2 separate regions of the Mus musculus genome follow, and region 1 is linked to region 2. The links are chromatin contacts, called in public HiChIP or PLAC-seq maps. All regions are on one chromosome and are shown on one strand. The core of a region is the stretch at or near the end of the contact, and the rest is flanking DNA. Distances in the headings are between cores, read along the strand shown.

What was found. HiChIP or PLAC-seq counts read pairs in DNA pulled down with a chosen protein or histone mark.
Region 1: an H3K4me3 HiChIP or PLAC-seq map of bone marrow-derived macrophages shows a contact between it and region 2, with 4 times the contacts expected there. The contact joins the promoter of Pard6a here to the enhancer-like site in region 2. A contact is called at or near these places in 9 of 39 promoter capture datasets (the C10 cell line, the HPC-7 cell line, cranial neural crest and 5 more), 9 of 484 Hi-C or Micro-C datasets (the HPC-7 cell line, LSK cells, bone marrow-derived macrophages and 5 more), 11 of 115 datasets of contacts at active chromatin or transcription factors (the 230-238 cell line, the HPC-7 cell line, the SCID.adh cell line and 6 more) and 3 of 9 other capture datasets (adipose tissue, liver and pancreatic islet).

The regions. Positions count from the first base shown.
Region 1 is chr8:105,697,662-105,703,812 of GRCm38.p6, reverse strand. Pard6a (par-6 family cell polarity regulator alpha) reads right to left here and starts at 2,166. Exons shown (of 3, transcript NM_019695.3): 1 at 2,010-2,166; 2 at 1,417-1,639; 3 at 319-1,205. The coding sequence starts at 2,072. The coding sequence ends at 451. Acd (adrenocortical dysplasia) reads left to right here and starts at 2,585. Exons shown (of 11, transcript NM_001012638.2): 1 at 2,585-2,893; 2 at 2,974-3,110; 3 at 3,273-3,366; 4 at 3,455-3,531; 5 at 3,765-3,809; 6 at 3,918-3,952; 7 at 4,083-4,234; 8 at 4,322-4,418; 9 at 4,850-5,199; 10 at 5,314-5,405; 11 at 5,485-5,658. The coding sequence starts at 2,795. The coding sequence ends at 5,557. Carmil2 (capping protein regulator and myosin 1 linker 2) reads right to left here. Exons shown (of 39, transcript NM_001357333.1): 38 at 5,868-5,945; 39 at 5,618-5,782. The coding sequence ends at 5,670. It overlaps Enkd1 (enkurin domain containing 1), which reads left to right. Exons shown (of 8, transcript NM_198299.2): 8 at 1-161.
Region 2 is chr8:105,649,081-105,655,110 of GRCm38.p6, reverse strand. All of the region lies in intron 2 of Ctcf (CCCTC-binding factor), which reads right to left. Among named protein-coding and RNA genes, the nearest start is that of Gm5914, 15 kb to the right of the region's middle. Within about 2 kb of position 3,765, at least 11 of the 459 cell types and tissues checked have an H3K27ac peak or open chromatin away from gene starts, as enhancers often do. A contact at or near this core is called in the HPC-7 cell line, bone marrow-derived macrophages and pancreatic islet, where this site is marked.

The DNA of each region.
Region 1 (6,151 bases), core at 917-3,416, 50 kb before region 2:
GGATCACCACGTGGCTGCCAAGGGCAGACTCAAGCCCTGTCATAGCTCAAAGACAGGAGCGTTGGGGTGGGCAGAATCGAAAGCACTTCTTAGTCACCAGGGGCTGCAGAAGGGCCACCAGCCTCCCAACTTCTCTGTCAAAATTAAACCTTTTGTACACAGTGGCTGTGTTCCATAGGAGCTGTCTTAGAAATGCTAAGCCCAGTGGGCCTCCTGCTGCATCACCCACCATAGGATGCCCTCCTGCCTATGTCCAGGGAAGAAGGCAGACGTACAGGATCAGAAGAGATCGGGGCTGGGACACAGAAGGACCACATCTACATTTGTAGAAAACCTTTAATGTTCACCAGACTGAGAGGGCTCTGTGAGCAAGCTAATCTTCTCTACCCAGCTGGAAAGTCCAGGCCATGTTCCCGCAGCCTAAAGTGACAAGGGCTGCATCTTTGCCTGTCAGAGGCTGAATCCGCTAACATCACCTCGCATGCCATTCCCCCAGCCAGAATTGGCTTGCTCTCTGCTATCCAAGGAGGGCAGAGAGCTGCCAGCACCAGGAAGTAGGCAGCCAGGTTGCAGGTCCCAGCACAGGGGCCCCTGAGACAGCCCATTAGAACAGGGAGGGTGGCGATTCTCAATGACCAGGTCACTGCTGTCATCGTCACTGTCAGGATCAGTAGGCCCAGGCCCTACAGAGGAAGGCCCTGTCAGACGCCCAGATGCCCCCCGTACCACATTATTACGCTGGTTGGCAGGCTTGACAGTGACGATGAGGTTGTGGCTGTTGGCGACCATCATGTCCGTCACTTGGTCCAAGGTCTTCCCGGCCACCTCAATGCCGTTGACCTCAAGGATCTCATCACTGACCGCCAGCAGCCCTGTACTCTCAGCCAGGCCCCCACGTACCAGGCGGGAGATGAAGATACCTGGAACCCGCTCCAGGCCCTGGGGAGCCACGCGAACACTCATGCCATCTCGAATGTAGAAGCCCAGGGGACGGTCTGAACCATGTTTGTGCAGCCTCACTCGTCGGTGGGTCTCAGGTAGTAGGTCCACATCTATAACTGAAGACACCTGGCGGAAATCTTGGGGCAAGCTGATTAACAAGGGTGGCCTGGTGCGCAGAGGTGCCACTGGTCGTAGCAGGAGCCCTTTCTTGCGCCTTTGTAGAGAGTTGGAGGCAAAAGCCAGGCCACTCGAGTCACCTTCTGCTGCAGGAGAGGGGGGGGGACTAAGATTAGAGACTTCTCCCAATTGGGCCTGTGATAGGGACAATGTCAACTGTTTTCCTGCTACTTGGAGGTCAGACCAAGGGCAGAGGCTACAGAACATAAAGCCTGGGGGCCCTGGGTATGATCTACCCTGATATACCTGTCCTATCACCCTAACCCAAGAAAGCTGCCCACTGTACCCCATCCTCACCCCGTTTCTGAACCAAGAGGCGCAGAGGTGGGGGCCCGCTGGCCAGGGCCCGGTGCAAACTGTCATCGTTGGTGAGGGGCAGCAAGTCACCGTGAGCATCCGTATAGCCAAGCAGGACGTCCAGGCCAGGGATCTGGTGTACCACACACAGCAATCGCGAGAACTCCTGAAAGCCTCTCACCGAAGTGCGGGGTAGTGCAAAGCGTCGGAACTCGGCGTCAAACTGGAGGCGGGAGGGAAAGGGAACGGAGTGTCAGGACATCCCAAGCCCCTTTCTCACCACAGCACTGAGGCTGTCAGGAGAGGGAAAGGTTGCTGGAACAGCTGCAGCCTTAGGCTTAAACCTCAGCTCCAGTACAAGGGACACTGTCCAAGGTCTTTCCCTTGCTCTCCACATACCCAGGCCACAGAGGGACTCTGGAAGTCCGTAGTGGGAGGGAGGATGCGATGAGGGGAGGCAGACAGAAAAGCAGAATAGGACGGAGGATGGAGGACAGAAAGAGGTGATGGAGAGCCAAGGAACTAATAAGGGAGAGAAAGGGAATTAGGAGCCCTAGCGCAGTGGCTAGAGCCGAGACCAGAGAAGCCCTTACTTTGCTCTTCACCTCGACGATGCTATCGGGACTGCGCGCCGGAGTCCTCTGCGGCCTGGCCATTGCAGGGCCTGGCGGGCGGGGGACAGTGCCCCACAGCAGCCCGCCGAGGCGCAGGTGCACAGCCCGGCCCGCTGGCCCGAGCCGCCCCGCCCCTGGCGGTAGCACTCGCCCCGCCCTCCCACCCAAACCATGACGTCAAGGGGGACGCGACACCGAGAAACGTGGAGTCTACGTTTCCTAGGAAACGGAGACGGAGGCAGAGAGGGCTTTCTCTGTTCTTACGTCATTACGCTATGGTTCGAGCGTCCCAAAAAGGACTCGACCAATCCGAAGGCAGAATGAGGGAACAAACATTTATTAAGTTGTCCGTGCTGTCATTTTCATTTTGTAAAGGAAACTACGGCAACATTTTAGGAAAATTCTGGAGGTCTTACACAGAGCCAAAGTGGCTTCAGGCCCCATTCTCTGCTGCAGCCTCCTAACCTGGATCGCTCTCATCCAATCTAGTCCTTGCCTTTTCCTTTCCGGCTCTAGAGTTGTACTGAGGAACAGCTCACGGGCTCAGAGAGATGCCCCGGTAAGAATAAACTGTCATCAGCCAGCAGCTAGGTCAGTCAGCAGGACCCGGGAAGAGCTTGCGCAGGCGCAGAACCGCGAGGGGGGCGGAGTCTCAAACTTAGGATCCGCCTGGCGGTCACGTGCTTCCTCTCCCGCTAGAGGCGGAGCGGCGGTGCTCGCGGGAAGACCCTTTCCTGGGGGTCGCCCAGGGTGCCGCCCTGCTAATGTCCGATTCAGGGTTGCTGGCCCTACAGCCCTGGATTCGAGAGCTGATCCTAGGTTCAGAAACACTGTCAAGTCCACGAACCGGGCAGCTGCTCAAGGTAAGCAGGTCGCTCAGATCCCAGAGACCCGGGTAGAGAAGGCGGGAGTGAATTGACACTAGCCACTACTGTTGTGTTAGGTACTCCAGGACTCGGAGACTCCCGGCCCTTCTTCCGCCCCTGACACACCTGACACCGGGGCCGTGTTACTTGTGTCAGACGGAACCCACAGTGTCCGATGCGTGGTGACGCGCAACGCCATCGACACCTCCGACTGGTAAGAGAAGTGCTACTTGTCAGCGGAAGGTGGGAGGCCAGCTGGCTAGTGGGGCATTGAACCTGAAGTGGGCGGGTACTGGAGAAGTGGGGAAAGCTCATTCCCCAGGCGTATGGGGGTTTGTGCCTGTGCTCTGGACAATGAGGGCTGTGCTCGCCGCAGGGAGGAGAAGGAGCTCGGATTCCGCGGGACCGAGGGCCGGCTCCTGCTACTGCAGGCCTGCGGGCTCCGCGTTCAGGTGGCTCAGGACCATGCGGTGAGTGGTAAGGCTCACTTGGGCGGGTTGGTTACTGTACCTAGCTCTTTGTCACCACTCCTGAGACACCACTCCCCAACTCCTCCAGCCTGCGGAGTTCTACCTCCAGGTGGATCGCTTTAACCTGCTGCCCACGGAGCAGCCCCGGATACAGGTGACTGGTTGGTAAGTGGTCCCTTTAAGGGAAGGGGATGTAGCTCAGTGGCAGACTACAGGCTTCGCATGGCTGAAGTCCTGAGGGCTTCAGTCTAAATCTCTCCATATTCCTCTCCCCAAAACAAAACAGTTAAATGAAGCTTCCACCTTTTGTCTCTTCACGCGCACTTGGCATAGATCTTCAGGTGAGAGGGATGGGCATCAATAACCCTGATCACCTACCACCCTCCTCTTTCTCCCAGCAATCAGGATTCAGATGTGCAGAGAAAACTCAATGAGTGTCTTGAGTAAGTTTGGGGTTGGGCCCTGAGGCTGTGCGCGGTATGGTCACGGGTGGCAGAGCTGGGTAGATTGGCATCAGAGCTGTCCCTGAGAAGTCTTCACTGTTTCTCTAGGGACCACCTCTCAGAGTCTGCTTCTTCCAGTGCAGGTACTGGTAGGGGTTTCCCCGGTAACCCTACCTAACTCCCTCTGTGGTTCCTCAGTAAGTCACTGAAATCTCTCACTTACCCTTCCTTCTTGTTGCAACTTCAATCCTTCGGCTAAAATGCTGGCCCCAGGCCTAACCCTGTCCCAGCTTCTGGATGAGGTGAGGGAGGACCAGGATCATCGGGGAGCCCTAGTGTGTCTAGCTAAGAGCTGCCTGGTGCTGAAAGGTCCTTGTACAACCACCCCCCTCACCGACTGGATCACCTCTGGCTCCCAGGCCTTGGTCAGTGCTGGGCTTTTTCTGGGAGGTTTCAGAGGGAGGGTTAGGCAACTGCCATGCTGAGCTCTCTCCCTCTCTCGTGTCCCGCAGGGAAAAGCTGTGTTCACTGTGTCTGGCTCATTGCTGCACATCCCTGAGGGTGAGGAGCAGATTTTGAGTTCTACAGGCTCCAGTCAGAAGGCTCGGGGTAAGAACTGAATGGGGACAGGGGGGTGGGGGGGGCTCAGAGCCCACCACAGTACTGATGATTCTCTCCAGAATGCCAGGGACCCACCTTTTTTTTTTGGTGTTTTTTTTTTTTTTTTGAGACAGGGTTTCTCTGTGTAGCCCTGGCTGTCTTGGAACTCACTCTGTAGACCAGGCTGGCCTCCAACTCAGAAATCCACCTGCCTCTGCCTTCCAAGTGCTGGGATTAAAGGTGTGTGCCACCACTGCCCAGCATCCAGGGACTCATCTTTGTCCTTCACCCAGTTCCTTTGGTTCAGGCTATAAGCACTCAGTACCCTGGGTCAGATTACTTGACTGTGGAGAGGCTGTGAAATGCTGTATAACACTCGCAGGCACTCAGCTGTCCTGAGCAGAGAGGTCTGTGCTCACACCCCGTTTCCTTTCCCCCAGGAACCTCCGCTTCACCCAGCCACATGCCCCTGGAGGAAAGTGGTGCCAGCGTTAGCCTTCTGTCAGCCTTGGCTACATCGGACCCTGGGCAGATGGACAGTTCCCAGTCTCCACCAGCTGTTGGCTCAACCTCCCCAAGAGCTCAGGCCCCCACTTCTCCACCCTGCAATTCTACACCCAGCTCCCTACTCTTGAACTGCAGCCCCAGTCTTTCACCCCTTCACCCTGCCCCTAGATCACACCAGTCCTGTGAGACCAGAGCTCAGGCTCCTAAGCTGGAGTTCCAGTGCTCCTTCAAGAAACGGCAGCTTCTCCCAAGAACCAGCGCCCAGGAGCTCTGCTCTGTGTGGGTGAGGACTGTAACTGGAAGGGAAACTGGGCACAGTGTGGACAGGGGCTAAGAGTAGACTTGGGTGGTATTAGTGGTCTTTACTGGACTCTCTGAGATACTTCACCCCTTCCAGGAACCCCCAGAGAGGCATCGTGATACTTCTGCATTCCAGTATAAATACGAGACACCCTCTGCCTCCCTCCACACCCAGGTCCAAACTGCCAGGTGAGTGTTTGGGGTGGCTTTGCCCGTGTTGGTCACCAGTCTTGGGTAACCCTGACCTCTGGGTGTGGTTTCCTTCCAGGCTCTCTCCTCAGCTTGTAGCTTGGGCCTTGAATATAGTGATGGAGTCAGAGTCTGAGTTAACCCAGGTATGAGGAGTCACTGGGACATAGCAGAGGACACATGGGCTGACGGACAGACAGTATTCCACGCTGTTTCATTCAAGTTTTTTAATAAAATAATTTCATGCGGCAGGAGGAGAGAGATTCAGGGGTTGGGGCCGCCGCCTCTTTGGTCTGTGGCTGGGGAGGGAGGGCTCCGCTCAGGGCTGGAGGGTTCTGTGGGGTACGGAGGAAGAGGCTTGGATCCAAGGCCAGAGCCTGTGAAGGGTTATGGAGAGAAACAATGCTAGGCTTGTACTGAGCAGTCGTATCAGCATCCCAGCTGGCCCGTGCCCACTCTCACCTAAGCTTGGGGATGGGGGTGCCTCGAGCTTCGGCCTACGCTTGAGGACAGGGGAGCGCTGCAGCCGGAGGGGCCGTTCTAAAAAGGATACAGAAAAAACTCACTGGCTGTCCCCAACCCTCTGGTCCACCTTGAGTGCACGCAAAACCATGCACATGCTACGCCCATAGATTGTCCAGCAAGTGTCCTCCCACCCTAGCTGAGGTGGGCCTTCAGGAGGTGGCGCTGTCCAAGGACCAAGACCGATCGAGCCCACCTCCCCCTTTCTCCTGCACTCAAGCACA
Region 2 (6,030 bases), core at 2,516-5,015:
CAATGACTGCTAATGGGTAAATCCAAAAGGGACTTTTCTGTCCTTATCTGACTAGATCTCCCTGTGGAATTTAATATTCTACCCTAGGCCTTCTGCCCAGTCTGGATCTTGACATCCAGGTCTATATACACATACACAGCCACACCCTGTCCCAAGAAAAGAAAAAGAAACAAACAAATAATAGTATGAACTAAAAAAAACTGAAATACCTATTTCAAAGTCAAAGAACTCAGAGCCAGGAGTTAGTGACAAATGCAGTAAAATCTCAGAAATCTTTACCTTAGCCTTAAGGCAGAGTATTAGGAGTCTGGGGGTGTCCTTCCTGAGCTACTGAGAATTCAAGGCCACTCTGAGCTAAGTAAGAGCCAAATCTATAAAACAAAACAAAAACTATACAGTACCTCAGTGGTTCAGTATATAACACACATACTCAAAGCAGTAAGTTCTAACTTCAGCATCAGTAAAGGAAAAGAAGAAAAATGACACAGATGAACAGTTTTTAAATCTGAGAACAAAGGCTATATAACATATACTTCGAAACAGGGTCCTGCTTGGTGGTACGCATCTTTAATGCCAGCACCTGGGAGGCAGAGGCAAGCAGATCTGAGTCCCAGGCCTGGTCTACAAAGCCCGAGGGAGCCAGGGCTCTGGTACAGAGAAACATTAAAAAGCCTAGAACGTGTGCACAGAGGGAACAGAAAATAGATATGATCACCTTAAACAAAATAAAGACTAGCAGGGATATACAGCTCAGTTGGTAGAGTGTAGTTGCTTAGCATGCACAAGGCCCTGTGCTCAATTCTCAGCACTATATAAACGGGAATGAAGTCAAGTACCTACAATCCTAGCACTCCAAAGATGGAGGCAGGACAATCTGAAGCACACGGTCACCTTCATCTTAACAGGAAGTTTGAGGGAAGCTTAGCCTACAGATCCTGTCCAAAAAAGAAGTATTCACAGCATCTATAACAATATATTAATCTTGTTATATAAAACAAAGAAACACTAATATTTATATGTACAGTATAAAGCCAAAAGAAAAAGCTGGGCAAAAACCACAAATATACTGGGGAAACCTGGAACAGTTTGCTCAAGTCAATACTCCAGAGGTACAAGCAAAGGACCAGAAGTTCAAAGACACCACAGGTTCTACCCGACATCCCCTTCCTTGAAGAAAACAAAACAAAAACCCAACCACCACCAACAACAACAACAACAAAAACCTCCAAAACACCACCACTACCAATGGTAGTAAAAACAAATGGCATAGCTTAATGGCAGAAGGCATGCCTGAGGCTCTGGGTCCCATCCTGTATACCAAATCTAACAAAACCCTCAAATGGGAGATAAAGAAAAAATATTTGGAACCTCACTAGTAAAGAAAGAAATAGAAGTAGTGTGGCAGCACTGGCTATAGCTGTCTAACAGTTACTTTCCAATGTTTGTCATGTTGCAGTGAAATTAGTAACTGATAACGTGAAGAAAGGAAAGCCCGGGATAGTTAAGTGCCATGATTAGCTGAGTGCTGCACATGTTCAAAACTGACACAAAATTTCCAAGTACCTTTGACAAAGGTTCCATTAATAGGTGGTCATGGAAACTCCTGATAAAGACAGTGCATGCTCCTTTGCACACTTGGGAGGCAGAGGCAGGTGAATCTCTGAATTAGAGGCTTGTCTGCTCTGCAGAGCAAGTTCCAGGACAGCCAGGGATTCATAGAGAAATACTGTCTCTAAAAACAAAACAAAAAACAAAAGAGTAAAGGGATCAGATTTGTTAACCACTAATATTAGAAAAATATTGTAGTGTATTTTTTTATTTTAATATTTTGTGTGTGTGTGTGTGTCTTGCACTCAGGAGCCATAGGAAATCAGAAGAGAGCATCAGATTCCCTGACACAGTATTTACAGACAGTTATGTTCCACCTAGTAGGTGCTAGGAACTGAAGCTAGGTCCTCTGCAAGAGCAGTTAAGTACTCATTTTTGGTTTTGTTTTCCTCTGTATCCCTGGCTATCCTGGAACTCACTCTGTAGATCAGGCTGGCCTCGAACTCAGATCCACTGGTCAAGTGAATCCCCTCCCCAGCGCTGGGACTTTGTGTGCCACCTTGTCCTGTCAGTTCAGTATTCTTGATTGCTGAGCAGTAGGTAGTTCCCCCCAAGGGTAAGAATAAACAGAATTAGTCATTAAGAACCAAAACCTTGGTGCTAGTGAGATGGCTTTGCTTTAGTCGGCAGACATGACAACCTGAATCCAACACTCTGGATTCCCTAGGTAGAGACAACCAATACCTGCAAGTTATCTGCTAACATACCCATGCCACTGTAAATGTGCTCATGAGTGCACAAACACACAAACCAAGAATAACAAAACACACACCAGAATTCCAATTCTTGTTTTTTCTACCAATAAGCAAGGAGATCTACAGTATATTATCTTCTTTGCCTCAGTTTCTCTTTCTGTAAAAAAATAATGGTACCTACTCCACAGATTTCTTTAAAGATAAGAGAACTACTGTATGGCGGCAGGCTTCTGGGACCTTAAAGGCCACCATCCAAGATGACAAAGAGCGTTTTAGGCATTTAGGTGAACTGTAGCACTAACATGCCTTTTTTGTTTGTTTGTTTTGAGACAAGTTTTCTCTGTGTAACCCTGGCTGTCCTGAAACTTGTTTTGTAGACCCTGCCTCTGCCTCCCAAATACTAAGAACAAATATGGGCATCACTACCCTCTGTTTGTGCATGCCTTAATTGCCTAAAATTCTAATAAAAAATCTTAAAAGTCCCCCCTGAAAATGTCTTTTTGGATAAATTCCTAAGTTTCTATAAGAATTGGTGACTGATTAAATACCAAAGGGGAGATTAAGACTTCTTTAAAGAGCCAGGCGTGGTGGTGCACGCCTTTAATCCCAGCTCTTGGGAGGCAGAGGCAGGCGGATCTCTGATTTCGATAGAGACCAGCTTGGTCTACAAAGTGAGTTCCAGGACAGCCAAGGCTACACAGAGAAGCCCTGTCTTGAAAAAGAGAGAAAAAAAGAATTCTTTAAAGAAACATGACTGCTGCACATTTGTGGCACACGTATATACATATACTCAGGTATACATACTTATCAGAATATACATATGTTTTAGTTTTGTAAGAAATCAAATTGGGAGGTAGAGTTGGGAGCCAAGTACTTTTGATGTCCCGGGTTTGGTCTCTAGTATTGCAAAAACAAAATAACAAGTAAAACAGGTAGGGAAATAGCTAAGTAAAACATTGGTCACACATGTGAGGACCCAGAGTCTAATTCACAGAACCTATGTAAAAAAGCTGGCCACCCAGCAAATCAAACCAGCACCATCAAATTTGCAATCACATGCCCAGGTATTAATTTTTGACTACATAAATCTTAGTAGTGTAGCATGTAAGATAATGTAGTTAAATGTATTCAATTGTTCCTAGGAAACTATCAAAACAAATACTTCATATTCATCACTGCAGCATTTAGTCATTGGGAGAAAAGTTATATTTTCAACAATCTGTTACTGATAAGATAAAACTGGGTTTGGCTAGATATAGTGGCATATTCCTTTAATCCCAGCACTCAGGCGACAAGAGGCACACGATCAATATACATAGAGATGCTGAGGAGAGCAAAAACCTGGGTTTCATGGTACATGCCTGTAACTGCACATGAAAGGCAGAAAGAGAGGACTGCTGAGAATGCTGAGGTCATCCTGATCTACATAGTGTTCCAGAGCAGCCAGGGATATGTGAGTGCTCGCCTCACAACAGGAAGTAAGGCCTGTGAGGTGGTGGGGCGAGCACTCAGGAGACAAGGGCAGCAGGATCTGGAGCCAGGGCCATCACTGGCCACAAAGCTGGAAGCCAATCTAAGCTGTATGAAACCCTAGCTCAAAAGTCCTATATGTACCATATATTGTAACGTCTGCTTCACAGCTTATATGAGAAATTCATTCTTATTATAAATTTACACTGTAAACAACAATAACAACAAAAGTCCTTCATGAACTGGGAATATAAGGTGCCCAGTGACAAAGTGCCTGCCTAGCATGGAGAGAATGATTAACAAGACAGTCTTAATTATTTGTTACAGAAAACAGATAGAATGTTAAACAAAAAGTTGTGACTTTGTTTGTAAAACAGACTCCAGTTGACTGACCAACTTATGATCCTGCCTTAGCCTCTCAAGTAGCTCAGATTATAAACCTATGGTAGCAAGCCAGGCATAATATATACACTATGCAAACAAACAAAAGTCAATTGGGATCTAGCTCAGTGGTAGAGTGCTTGCCTAGCAAGTGCAAGGCCCTGGGATTGGTCCTCAGCTCTGAAAAAAATAAAAGTAGGTAGCCTCAGCTGGGGATATCCTATATATATCAAGCCAACTGGAGCTGCCCACTTAAGACCCTGTCTCAAGAAGACAAAGGAGCCCTCAAGTAGTTCAATCAGTAGAGAGGACTTGGTTTGATAGATACTAAACACTGGGTTTGAATCTCAGAACCATATAAACCATGCAAAGTGCCTCCAACCTCAGCACTCAGAAGATAGAGGCAGAAAGACTGGAGCTCAAGGCCAGCCTGAGGCTACAAGAAACCAAGGAAAGAAAACAGGAAAGTAATAAAAGGAGGGAACAGTAGCACCAAGTTTTTACTGGCTTAAAACAAATTTTTTTTTGAGCCAGGCGTGGCGCACACCTTTAGTCCCAGCACTCGGGAGGCAGAGGCAGGCAGATTTCTGAGTTCGAGGCTAGCCTGGTCTACAAAGTGAGTTCCAGGACAGCCAGGGCTATACAGAGAAACCCTGTCTCGAAAAACCAAAAAAAAAAAAAAAAAAAAAAAAAAAAAATTTTTTTTAAAGCAACAATTATGAAAGTCTAACATGAAGGTCACTGAACAAAGGTCAATATGAACCATGAGATATCAACATAAGGCAGAAAACGAGGCAGATACTTTGATTTGCAACTTACTACGTAAATCAGGCTAGTCTTGAAACTTTTAAGTCTTTCCTGCCTCTTGCCTCTGAGCAGCTCGTGTAACTCAATTTACTTTGCAGATCTTTTGTTTTGTTTTTCAAGACAGCATCTCTCTGTGTATCTTTGGCTGTCCTAAAACTCACCCTGTACACCAGGCTGACCTCAAATTCAGAGATCCACCTGCCTCTGCCTATCCCAGCTTCCAGGTATTTTTCTAAAAAAGACTTTAAGTGCTCTGTGTCGTCACCTTGGCTGTCCTGGAACTCCATCTGTATACCAGGCTGGTCTTTTGCCTCTACACCTGGCAATTTTTCTCTTCTTTCTTTTGCTTTTTCTTCCCTCCTTTCTTTTTTTTAAAGAGATATTTCATTATGGCCAAGCTGCTTGTGAATCTTCTACCTCAGCCTCCAAAGAGTGTTAAGATTACAAGTGTGTGCTATCACACAAGCTTAAAATTACATGTATTTTTTTTATTTAAAAAAAAAAAAAAAAAAAAAAAAAGAACGCTACCTGGGTTAGAATTCTAAGTGTGTGGGCTGGTGAGATGGCTCAGTGGGTAAGAGCACCTGACTGCTCTTCCAAAGGTCCGAAGTTCAAATCCCAGCAACCACATGATGGCTCACAACCATCCATAATGAGATCTGACTCCCTCTTCTGGAGTGTCTGAAGACAGCTACAGTGTATTTACATATAATAAAAATAAATAAATCCTAAAAAAAAAAAAAAAGGAGATAGCTTACTGTTTTAAAAAAAAAAGAATTCTAAGTGTGTGATATCATGCCAGCTTGCAGATAAATAGATAGATGTGTTTAAAAAAAAAAAAAAAAAAAGGGGGGGGGGGCTAGCACAAGCCTTTAATCTCAGCACTCAGGAGGCAGGGGAAAGAAAAGAATGAGTTCAAGGCTAGCCTGGCCTACAAATCAAGTTCTTGAACAACCAAGACCACAAACTCTTGTCTTGGGAGGGAGCCAATCTGGTCACACAGTGATTTTGATGCCAGACTAGACTATGTTAGACTCTGTCTCAAGAAACTGCAAGAGGTGTTATGAGA